2 separate regions of the Gossypium arboreum genome follow, and region 2 is linked to region 1. The links are chromatin contacts, called in public Hi-C maps. All regions are on one chromosome and are shown on one strand. Each heading gives the region's core, a stretch centred on a gene start, on an enhancer-like site or on the middle of the called end of the contact. The rest is flanking DNA. Distances are from core to core; before and after follow the strand shown. Region 1 has its middle 300 kb from the start of LOC128285829. Region 2 holds the start of LOC108476825 (kinesin-like protein KIN-14R).

Region 1 (6,341 bases), core at 2,831-5,330:
CATAGACAATCGTTGGGCTCATTATATCCTCAAGGTTCATTTGCTAGTAACTCCTTTGCACACCATAATATAGTTGGGGATGAATAGAACATTAAAGAAAGTAACATTAATACATACTTTGAAGACTTTGTTAATTTCTCATAAATTTATTTTTATCCCCACACACCAACAATTATGAATTGGATTTGTAAAGATAAGAGAATAACGTGATGATTTGTTCATAAAAGCATTTAATGGAAATTGATATTCATATAACAAGCTAGGTATGATAATATCTGTATTCGGCTTAAGGGGGAGTGTTAGTTGTGTATATCTATATTTCAATATTATAAGAGCAAATCAGTAGTGATTTCATATTTGTAGGGATTAATTAATTCTTTAGTATTGTTTATTTCTTTCCTTGTACAAATATATGACCTTTATACAAAAACCCTTATAACCATTGAAAAATCACCAAAAAAGAAATTTCTCGTTCTAGTATTCTACAAATAACTAAATACGCATACATATTCCAATAATTGAATTGAAATATAGCAAAACATGCTGATCTACTTATAATTATTATAACAATTAAGAATACGTGGATTCAAGCATGTTTAAATACATTTTTCTTTCCAAATTGGTTTTGTATGAAAAAACAATGATATTATTATATTACACTCAATTTAAAAAGCCATTTATTATATAAATTAAACAAAATCATGAAGCAACATGAAATAAACCAATAATTGATTGATAATAGGATTTATAGTGAAACAATAAGTGGCAGTTGAGAAAAGGAAGATGGCATGTGTGTAAAAATATAAGGACCAACCAAATTAAGAGCGAAGACGTTAAGCAAAAGTTTAATGCATGGATGAGAAAAAAACATGGAATAATCCGTAACCAAAATTACTATTTCAGAAGAAATTATTTAAACAGTTTGGTTGGTTTTCATCCGAACATGAATGGATATACAAAGGAGAGTGAGGCACGTGATTGTCCGTCAAATAGGGGAGGCGTGTGGGCGGCTCCATTCCCGTGAGATCCAAACAACAAACTCAGTCCCGGGTTTCACATATGAATGATTGGGTTTGTCATTTTAGGGTTTACGAATTCCCTATCAAACGTTACAACATCAATCAGGGTCACGGGCCTCCCCTTCTCCTATGAACTTATGACCGCCATCTTCATGTCTCTCTACTCTTGTGGATGATTATGGATAAGCTCAGAAAATTGATAGCGGGATGGATGATAGTAATTATTTATATAATAATCAAATTTAAACATCACAAAATCTACTAAGTCAAATGGCTTGTGAAGTGAATGAATATGTTTTTGCTAAAATAAACAAATTCAGATTATAAATATGCAAATTGTATCAATCTAAATTTCAAATCTAATTATTATTGGAATACTTAAAACACACAAATCATCATAATCAATAGAATTAAAAAAATAAAACAAACAAATAATTTAATAAATTTAATATTAACTAATTCTGCCAAGTAAGGATAAATCGGCACTTGGAATGTTGGTCAGTGGATAATTTGGAGGAATGAAATAGCAAGGTAATCCAACTTTATAAAAATATTCATTTCAGTAGTTGATTTAATTTTTTTGTCTTTTTTACTATTAATTTTATATTTTTTGTCAATTCACCTTAAAATAGATGGAAAAATTAATGCTTGTTAATTTTTCTAATTTGACATATATATGGATGATATGTCAGCATTTAATTAATTTTTTAAATTTAAAAATGTTAAAAATATTTTATACTTTTAAAATAATTTTAATGATTTTTATTTTTAAAAATAATTTTAAAATTTTAAAATTTAATTAAATGTTAATGTATTATTTACATAATAATTCACGTGTATGTCACATCAATCAAATTAAAAATATTGATTTCTTCATTTGCTTTGAGATGATTTTATAGAAATTATAAATTGAAAAATTGAAAAAGAGAAAACATTAAATGAAAAAATAAAATAAATTTTTTTATAAAACTAAAGAGACAAATAAACTAAAAATAATAAAATAAGTACCAAATCCACAAAGGCTGGTCAAATGTTAAGTAGCAATCAAATGAGACCACAAAACATCAGATGAACTGAGTAGGGGTGTGTAAAATTTGGGTAAAATTGAAAAAATTCGGTTAACCGATCAAATTCGGTTAACCGATGAAATACGGTTAATCGAATTAATTCAGTCGGGGATCGGTTAATAATTTTTTGAATTTTCGGTTAACGGTTAATTCAATTTGAAATCGGTCGGTTAACAGAATTTTTTCGGTTTAACCGAAAAAATAATAAATAAAATTATAATATATAAATAGTCCACTATTCACTCAAACCCAATCCAATATAAATCTAAATACCCAATCTAATATATATTAACCCAAGTACCCAACCCAATCATAAAAATTGCAAATAATTTAATAAATAAAAATAAAAACATATAATTTTATTCAAATAATTCGTTTAATTCAGTTAATTTGGGTAATTCGAGTAATTTAGTTAATTCGACTAATTCGATTAATTCGGTTAATTTTATACTTTTTTAACTAAAAATATAAAAAATATAATTTTCGGTTAACCGACCGAATTAATTAAAAATTTCAGTTCGATTAATTTTTTTAAAAATTTTAATTTAATTAACGGTTAAAAATTTTAAAAATTAATTAATTTAATTAATGTTATTTTAAATCGATTAACCGACTAAACACCCTTACTACTGAGGGTCACAAAACCAGAAAGTGTACTGGTATCCGGTGGTACATGATTGCTGATCAATTGGTCATGCGGTGTCCTGTACTGCCGTGCACTGAACCGCACCGTAGGTCTACCGGCTGTCAGTTATACGTATGAGGGTGGTTCCGTCATTTCGGTTTTAAATGCTTGTGAAGTGTTAAGTCGCTCTCATAATAAATGCACAATTGGGAAGTCAATATTTTTAATTGCATTTTTCCTGTTCGAAATTGGGGGCTAACAGTTTATTATACCTCTTGTTTTCGGTGTTGATTAAAATAAGAATTTTTTCAGTCATATTCAGTGAGATATAACTTAAATTAACGATTGTTATTGTAAGGTAAAAATCGAATTAGAACATGTTATTAAATGAAAAATGTGTTATTCATTTAAAATTGGCAAATCTGATTAACGAAGAGAGAAGATTTATCTTCCTTAGAAAAAAAGAGACAAATTTTCCATAAACTATTGGGAAGTGTAGCTGTTAGCCTAATTTTTCATAAGCTGCTGGGAAGGATGTTGCCGCGGACCACAGAGTTGTTAAAATTTATGGTTTTGAAGTATTCTATTAATTGAAATGAAAAAAAAAAAGAAAACGAAAATGTGAAAAAAGTGCAAAATGGAATTAGATTAACAGCTCATACTCGAGGGTCCAGGTGTTGTGTCCTAACATACTAGATATAACATTTTACCTTGAGATGAAACGGTCCTTAACATACGTTTTAATTCATCCAAATACTTTAAAAAAAGCATTAACACTAAGAGGGATCGTATTTTAAACTCTTGTCAAATTTTAAATTTTCGACATTAAGACACTGAATAATCAATTAGGTACCAAATTTGGGTGTGACGAGGGTGATAACCTTTCCTCGTACGTAATTGACTCTCGAGCCCCTTTTTTCAATTTTCGCAAACCAAAATCGTGATTTTGATAAATCAATCTATTTATTGAAAAACGACCACGTTTTGAGGTGACCCGATCACATCTCATCAAAAAGGATCGGTGGCGATTCTAAACTTTTGTTTTGAAAAGTCGATTTCTGTTTTTCAGAAAAATGGTTTCGACATATATATCTAATCCTACGTGCATTTATAATTACGAAATTCATTCTTAATTAACTAGATATATGTATTTAATGTACATTCTTTCATATATTCATGTACTAACTTTCTAATTGATTCATTCTACTATATTTAAATGAAGCATAAATAAATTCAATGGTCACTTAGAAACCTTCTCTCCTCTTGCAAACTACAAATGAAATGACCTCGGCCTTGTCTTCAGTAGTCCCATTCATCTTGTTTGGGCTTCTCTAATTGGGCTGAAAATTCTTCCAAGTATAATGCAATTTTAGCTTACATTTGTTAGGCCTTATCATAAGTAATTGGCCCAAAGTACCTCTTGAACTTGGGCAGCTTTGTCTTCTCCATGGATCACATAATTGCTACATGCACTAGGCATCGAATTAGAGAGGGGGTTTATAAACTTGTATAGACTCATCCCATGAATAACTTGCATTAAAATACCCATAACTCTTTGTAGAAAACTCTAAAAGACACCGTTTGATGCCTTGGAAAATAGACTTGCAAACATGTCCAACCATAGATGATTCATAAATTTTGGACAGGTAAATCAACATCAACTTCAATTTCAACTTGATGCATGAATCTCGAATTTTTGGCAACTTTGGTTTCTAGGCCAACAAATATTTTTCCTACAAAAGTGTTTCCATCTTTCACCCAAATTTGGCTCATCATAAATTGACCCATAAGTCTTTCAAATCTGAAAATATCCTTACCTTCATTTCCTTCATTTTGTGTAGTAGTTAGCAACTTAGCAACCTTCATTTCCTTCATTTTGTGTAGTAGTTAGCAACTTAGCAATTGTTGTTACATAACTTTGGTTGATATTAGTGGTTTTGTGTTGGAAAAAATTGACATTACCTATATAATAAAGGTAATTATATGTTATTATTTATTATCATGATAGGTTAGCCCAAATTAAAAGTGATCTAATTTAGTTAAGATTTATTGGACTTTAATTATTAAATAAAGTATGGCTCAAATATGTGTAGATACACTAGTAATTAATTTCTAATTAATGATGGACTAATTAGGAATTAGGGCTAATGTGTCAAAGTTATATATATTAGGGTTGTGGTCCCCAATTTACAAATAAGATAACTTTTCTAATATCTCATCCTTAGAAAAGAGAGCAAATATTCTTTGAATTTCTTGTGTGCTAATTTGAAAGATCAAATCCCCAAGATCCTTAAAAAACTTCAAGGAATTTATAGATTTAAGTATGCTTCCTCATTTGATTTTGTTCTTGATTTATTCTTGATGATTTGACATGACAAATCCTGGTTTATGATTTATTAAGCTTTGTATCAAGATTTTAACGATTTTAACGTCATATTGAATAATTGGGAGTTGATTAATGTTCTTCTTTTGAATGATTGATTCATGAAATTTCATGAATTTTATATTTTGAATATATATGTTGATCTTTGAAGATTTATATTAAAGTATTTTTTAGATGTTGATTATCTTGAATTCATATTAATATTTTAGGATTCTATTTTAATTTTAATTTAAATAATTTTCGAATTGATGAATTCAATTACAAAGTTTAAAATATTTGTGTAATATTATTTAACACTTGCGTTACGAATGCTGCGATTCAATTTCTGTATACAATTCTATATTGCATTTTAGCTTTATAATAAATAAATAAATAAATATCGCATGAAAGTCAAGTCGGTGATTGCATGATCTGTATTAGAATTGTTAATTGCATGAAGGTCAAGTCGGTGCTTGGTGCTTTTGCCATATGTATATTATGCTATATTAATATATGTATATATCAATCATGGATTCTGTTTTTTTTTCTTCATGATTTGTGTTTCAATTTTCTGTATGTATGTTATGCTATATGAATATATGTGTATATATATATATCAATCATGGGTTTTGTTCTTCTTCTTCTTCTTTTTATTATTATTATTATCTTATATGGCATTTAATTAAAAAATAAGGTTAATAGTATATACGCATGGCTTAGATCATATATATATATACATTTTGATTATATATACATATATAATATATGCATATTGTTTTGAAAAAGTAAATAAATATATATATATATATATATGATTATCTTTTAATTTAATTGAAAGTTGAAATTAAAAAATATTTTGAAACAAATAAATTTATATTTTAGCTTTTAATTAAAGATGTCTAATATTTTAAATAGATTAGTTGAAATAAAATACCGCTAAAGTGACCTCTTTTATGTAGATTAGTTTATTCAAAATATTAAGATGATTATATGTTTTTGTGATTCATGCATTTATTGATTGGCCCAAAAGTAAGTTAATATTTGATAGACTGTCAATGACATCTGTGCTGATAAATATGTGACAATTATAACGTATTTTATGTGAGCAATAAGTTAGTTCAAAAATTAATTAATTGTTTGACATGATTTATTGTCAATGTTTGATTGCTACAACAAGAGCATCGCTTACTATTAATATTACTGTCCAAAGACTTGATATTAATGTTGTGTTTGGTATATTGAGATGAGATTAGCCATTATCTTACTTA
Region 2 (6,861 bases), core at 4,354-6,853, 710 kb before region 1:
CATCAAAGTAGATGATTGTAGAGCGATATTATGCATACAAAGAAGCACTTTTGAGAATATGTTTCAAATGGCGAATAGTATTATACACCACGATCGAGTTTATTTTAATAAAGTTTTAAGTAATATTGTCTTATACTATATTGAGAATTAGTTGTAATCAAACAAACGTTTACCTTTAGAATGTTTGATTTATAATAAAAATAAATAAGTAACAAAAACATTCAATAAATTCTTTGCCCGTTTTAAATTTTTTTTCAAGTGTTTAGATCTAGTGGCATCCTATATTCTGATTCAGTAAATAGAGTCGAGTATATGGTGTTACACCGAAGAGGAGCAGAAAGCCATACGACTTTGGGACGAAAAGGTCTCAAACGTTGGGATGACGTAACATCTTTGGCAACCACACAAGGTTGCGACGTTGTGATGAGTAGGTTGGTGACGTCACGACGAGACGATGATTTTTGCACAAATACAACTACGATTTTTACTTTCAAAATGACTTCTTCTCCCAGTCAAACTCTATTTCCTACAGGGTTATTTAAGTCATATTGGACCCACATTTCAAGTCTATTAAAGGGCATTTGGAATCCTGTTTAGATTAATCAGATTTAGAAAATCAGATTTACATTATATATCTCTTGAGTGAGATATGTTAAGTGATTTTAGGGAAAGTTTTTGAGAGAGCTTTTGTATTTGGGATAATTGGGTTTCTTTTAGGATTTCCCATTTGTATTCGGGTTGGATACTCTCCATTGCTGTACTCTTTGTTTGATGTTTAGTGAAAAGTTGAAGTCTCCTTTGCTCATGATTTTTCCCTCAATGAGGGTTTTCCACGTAAAATATTTGTGTTTGTTCTTCTCTACTTTTACTATCTCATTGTTTATATGGGTTGATCCCCAACAAACTGGTATCAAAGCTACAGTTCAGCTTTTGCAAATTAACTTGTTCGGTGACACAACAATGCTTTTGGATATCATACAATTAATTTAATTTGATAGATTTAAAAATTAGACATAACAAGCACGCACATATGTAGAAGGTCCAGTTGAAATAATATTAAATATGTTTCACATGTTCTAACAGAAAAAAATGCTTTACCGAAATTTAATAAATAGGGTATTTAGTAAATTCTGGTTAAGCATAATTTTAGGGATTAAAATAAACTTATATCATATTAAGAAGAGATAACATTTTATTTTAATTTCCTAAGATCCTCTACATTGTTTTAGCTATTCAAAATTGGTTTTAAATAAAATAGAATTAATCCATCCTTTCTTACTAATTTTTCCCAAAATATTTTGTTTAGCACACTAAAAGATTTTGAGAGAACTCTCTGAAAAGTTTAATTGAGATTTCCCTGTGTTTGTTGGGTGAGTACAGTAAAGATTAGAGTGAAAATTTACAATTGTGGTTGGACCTTTGCATCAAGAGCTTTTTGTCTACGTGATTTTGCCTAATTAGATTGATTGAAGGTAAATTTCATACCTTATTTACCCTAAATTCGTTATCTTGCACATGGATCCATGATATGGGATTGTCAAAAATTCTTTTTCCTTGCGCTTCGACGGCCCAATTTTGGTATGAGAGTCACGTGTGCAACACGAATTTGGTTAATATCGATGGGTTGCAATTTTACATGAGATGTCCTCTTGTTATCTTTTTTGTATGACTTGTTTATCTCTTGATTCGTTATATTTGATTTTGTTCAATGTTTGATTAATTGTTAACAGTGTTGATAAGTTTTGATAATTGCTTGTATTAATTATTAATATGATGTTAACATTTGAAACAACAAAATTGAAGGAACTTTTATTAATCCTATTTGTAATAAGCTACATATTAAAATATATTTACTAAAACTAATGACACAAAATAGGTTCTTTACCTCTGATCTTTTCGCATGAATAGTGAATGACGTTATGAATTATCATAATTATGAAATTTGTGATGCACAATGTAGAAATCTTTTTGGCATTGTTTGTTAGAACAATTGGAGACAGAGGAATAAGGTTATCTTCAATCCTGGTGATTATTGTGTTGTGGTTATTTTAAGTCATTAATTGAGCAAAATCTATTGAAATTGGATGGTAGGCTCCAAACGAGGGCTGAGTTAAAATAAATTTAGGTGGGGCTCTTAAAAAAACTACAATGCGTGCCTAGATAGGAGAAGTTATTGGAGACAGTAAGGGTTGTTGGCTAGTTGGGTTTTCAATAAATGTTTGCTTATGTATAATTACTCAAATAGAGCTTTGGGGGATTTTGGATGTCTATATATTGCATGAGTAGAAGGTTATAAACAGGTCATTGTTGAATGCAATGATTTATTTGTTGTTCACATGTTAAATGTTAATTCAAATGATACTAGTACATTTGGATTGATTTGGCACATCAAGAAACTTTGTCAAATGCAATGTAGGGTGCAATTTTAACATATTTATAGGGTAGCAAATTATATTGTAAACTTTATGCCGAAATGGTCCATTGATAATGATCTTGATTTGTGTAAGTTTGCAAGATCATCTAGTGGAGTATTGATCATTTTATTAGGAGATATGTTGGGTATTACTTTTGCTTGTGACTGCATTGTTTGAGTTATTTTAGTTTTTAAAAAAATTGCCTCTTGTAACAAAAAATAAAAATAAAAATCAAGAAGCATAATAATATATTCTAGATATACAATGTAATCGATTGGGTTAGAATCATAAGCCAATTAGACATTAATTCGGTTAGAGATTATTTTAATAAAGTAATGAATATTAAAATAAGGATGATTTTGCCTTTACTATTTTTATATGAAATGTTTAAATAAAACAATTAAAACCAAAATGTCTAAATGTACAACAACAAAAAAAAAAAGATTTTACCACTCTACCAAGAGTTCAATTATTAATTTTATTTATAAATATATTTTAATATTAAGTTTTTCTTTCATCATATCGTGAGTATGATATAATCCAACAACAACAAAAGTTTCTTTTGGAAGGTATTATCACAAGACTTGTGATAAGAGAACAAAATTTTACTATGCTAGGATACACTTGTAAAATGGTAAAAAATAGGATGAATGAGAAACATAAAAAAACTTTAAACCACTAACAAAAAGGGTAGGATAAAATAAATAGATAACAAACGGGTTTTTTGGGGTTGACGATAGCGGGACTTAAACCTTCACGATTTTTAAAGTCGACGGTTTTTCCTCTTACTATAAATTTCAATGTTGTCGGTACTGATATTGACATGTAGAACAAAACTCTATATTTATTCTTACCTGATTAATCAATTTTTTAAAAAAATTATCAGACTATAGGGTGAATGATTTGATTAATGACTATTCCATTCGATTCTTTATTCAACTTGGAACTGGTTCATAACAATTCTTTTTATTTTTCATATAAATTAATTTTGCATATAATATACAAGAAATAAAAAAATGGGTGTCAAAGACATCTATTTAAAAAAATGTCATTATTTATCTATTCTTATAATTTTTTAAATTATAATTATATATATATTACGATACAAATTGCATTAAAAATGAATAGAAATAAAAAAAATCGCATAAAATAAAGTTTTTAGATTGAATGACAAGATTAAAATAATGAGAACTTTGAAATACTTGCAATGATGGATTATATTGATACTATTACAACTTTAAAAATTATATAACACAACATAATAAGCCAACAAATATAAATTTTATTGAAATATATAAATATGTGTGGTGAAAATTCTATGAATATAGGTGGACATGACAAATGTGTTGAAATATATGTTAAATTTTTCATATTTTATATATTGTAATGCAAATGAAAAATTTTGTTTTGTTGTTCCAATTTTATTATTTCTATATAAACTTAATAAAATTTAAAATATTTCAAATGATAAATTTTCATACAATTTTCATTAATTTAATGGACAAACTATTAATCCAAATTGAATTTATTTTACCTAATAAGATTATTTGTTTAATTAAGATGAAAATGGTATGAGTTGTTTTTTTTTTAATTAAAAGGTTGGATTTAACTAATAAACTTTTGGTAGTGTTGGTAACAGTTGAGATTTTGAGTCCTTGTATACTTAGGATCAAATTTGATTATATAAAATTGTTATGAGTGAATTTTCAATTTTATCATGTTTATATTGCTATAGATGTATTTTAATATTACGAGTTAATTTTATTTCAATTCTTTACTCATTTATGTTTTGTATTACCTTGATTTTACTTTATAAATTTAGAATTTATATTTATTAAAATAGTCGTCTTTTAATTTTAAATTAACTTTTATATATTTTACTTAAGGTTGTGTATTTTTGTCATATATTTGATTTAATGGGTAGATATTTGAAAATGTTTATGTGGGTCGGTTTTTCATGAAAAGTCACACTATCATAAACCATTGTAGAGGATAAGTGCAAATTTCATGGGATGTTTTTAAATCAATTGTTGAAATAAAAGAAAAAAGAAAAGAGAAACATTAATCCACCGTTAATCATGTTATGTAAGTTTTACATTGAAAAACATGAATTTACTTTTTAACCAATTCAACCGGTTTCAATATTAAAGAAAGAGATAACCAATTTAACAGGTTCCAAGTTATCACTATAATTTTTTAGTTTTTGATGTGAATTGATCAAATGACTATAGTTTCCTTATTTCTATCTTCAAGTACAGTTTTTGATTTAAAGGGATTTCACAAGATCCTGCTATAATAAAATCTCATACTAGATGTTATCTTAAAATTCATGTTATATCTTACGATTTTTCACTCTATTTATCTCCGATGAGAATATTGAAGAGATGTAATCAAGTTGACTCTAATTCAAACTTTATTCAATATTCGAGGCTGGAAGTTTTTTTTTTCCAAGTTAAATTTGTTTCAAGACAAAGATAGAATTGTTGAGTTCAGTCTATTAGGATCATTAGCTAATTTAATTAACCACTAAAAAATCTGAATATCACTCGCTTGATAACTTAAGTTGTTCAACTCAAATTCGAATCAATGTTTTTAGAATCAGATTAATAGTTGAACCAATCAGACCATTAGTTCGTTAGTTCAATCGATTCGATTAAAAATTTATTAAAAATTCATAAAGTATAAAAATTTTGATTCACCTACCCAACGTTTTTCTCCCCTCTCTAATTTTTGAAATTTTATATCTACATTTATATTAAGGGTTAGATTACTTGTCTAGAATTTAGGAGGTTTTGAATAAAAAATTAAACCTGATCAGTTTTCTAATTTTTTTAATATATTGTGTTATGTTATTTTTCTATGTTATGTATAATATTATAATGTAAACACTAAAGAATGTTCGCTATCTATATATAAAATTGTAATAAATGAAAAATATATAATTATTAAATTAAAAATTAAAAAATATAATATATTTCTTAATTTTTTTAAAGATAATATAGATGAATTTAAGTAAAATTTTAAATCTACATTTGAAAACACATAAAATATGTTGGTACCCCAACCTGACTTTACTCAGTCCATTAACACTTGAACGTGGTAGGACTAGTTTCATCTCTCTAATTCAACAACTTAAATTTGAAGACTTGGGTTGTTTTTGAAGAGAAGTAGAGAGTATAGAAAGCGAAGCCCAATGGGCTTTGCAAAAACTTATTGGCAAACCCTAAAAAGTACTTAACGGTAAAAAGGTCTCCCAACGGTCGACAAAGAGGAATTCAAATTCGAACAATTTCCTTTCCAAAAACATCCCATTTTCAAACGCATTCTAATTTTCTTTCGTTCTTTCACTCTTGCTCGTTACAGACTTATCCAAGCAAATCTCAGAAATTTTCTCGGCAACCAAACACACCCAATGGATAATGCTCAGTTAAACGCTTTTCTCCAAAACCCAGAAACCCATTTCCCCGATTTCTCTATTACTAGAGGTTTCGACTCAGAAAAATGCGATCTTGCCTTGAATCTAGATAACCCTACCTCCGCCATGGATGAAGGTGAAGAAGAATCTTTTGCTGATCTAATGCTTTGTGACTCTAATTCAAGGCTGATCCTATCCGGGTTTTCCAAATCTAATTGCACCGGTAAGTAAAATTTCATGATTTTATCTTGTTAAACTCCTAATTATTTAATCAATAATAAAGTCCTGTGAAAGAAAGAAATTACAGCTCTTTTTTTCCTTGATATGCTTGCAAAAAAAGCAGAAGTTTCTTGTGATTTAATTATATTTGGATTTTTTTTTAAATCTTTTAAAGTACATGTACTAGCATTCCAGAACTTGTTTGAAATATTACAAAAAGAGAAAAGAAAAGAAAAGAGGTGAAGTTTATTCAAACTTTTCTGAGTTGCTTTTCTTTTATATATATATATATATTGCAGATTAATTTAACACTTATGAGTAAATTATGAATTTTGACTTATATTTGTAGTTCTTAATGATATATGATTCAATCAAGGTAGTAATCTTTTTCCTGAAATTTCATACAATTTACAGATGAAATTGTGATGTTTATAAACGCTGGAGGAGAGGCTTTAAATGAAACAGATTCTAGCATGAAATTTGTGGGGGATAATTACTTTGAAGGAGGAAATGTTATGCAGACCAATGAGCCTATAAATGAGGCTGGAGATTGTCCTTTCATTTATTGGTCTGCAAGAATTGGTAGCTTCTCATACCAGTTCAAAAATCTTCCTCCGGGAGACTATTTTGTTGATCTTCATTTTGCAGAGATCATTAACACTAATGGACCTAAAGGAATGAGGATATTCAATGTCTATATGCAAGAAGAGAAGGCAAGTTACTTGTCAAAATCATTCAATTTGTTTTGTGGTTTTTCACTGCCTAGAAATGTTGAAATTTTGGTGTGAATATGACAGGTATTGTCAGATTTTG

The links. Hi-C and Micro-C count contacts between places; a contact is called where the count stands out from the background.
Region 2: a contact with region 1 is called in a Hi-C map of leaf, with 6 times the contacts expected there. The contact joins the promoter of LOC108476825 here to the enhancer-like site in region 1. A contact is called at or near these places in 2 of 5 Hi-C or Micro-C datasets (both in leaf).

Annotation. Positions count from the first base shown.
Region 1 is chr12:54,654,035-54,660,375 of ASM2569848v2, reverse strand. No RefSeq gene overlaps it. Among protein-coding and RNA genes, the nearest start is that of LOC128285829, 300 kb to the left of the region's middle. Within about 2 kb of position 4,080, at least 1 of the 2 cell types and tissues checked has an H3K27ac peak or open chromatin away from gene starts, as enhancers often do. A contact at or near this core is called in leaf, where this site is marked.
Region 2 is chr12:55,369,229-55,376,089 of ASM2569848v2, reverse strand. LOC108476825 (kinesin-like protein KIN-14R) reads left to right here and starts at 5,603. Exons shown (of 19, transcript XM_017779182.2): 1 at 5,603-6,052; 2 at 6,463-6,761; 3 at 6,846-6,861. The coding sequence starts at 5,827.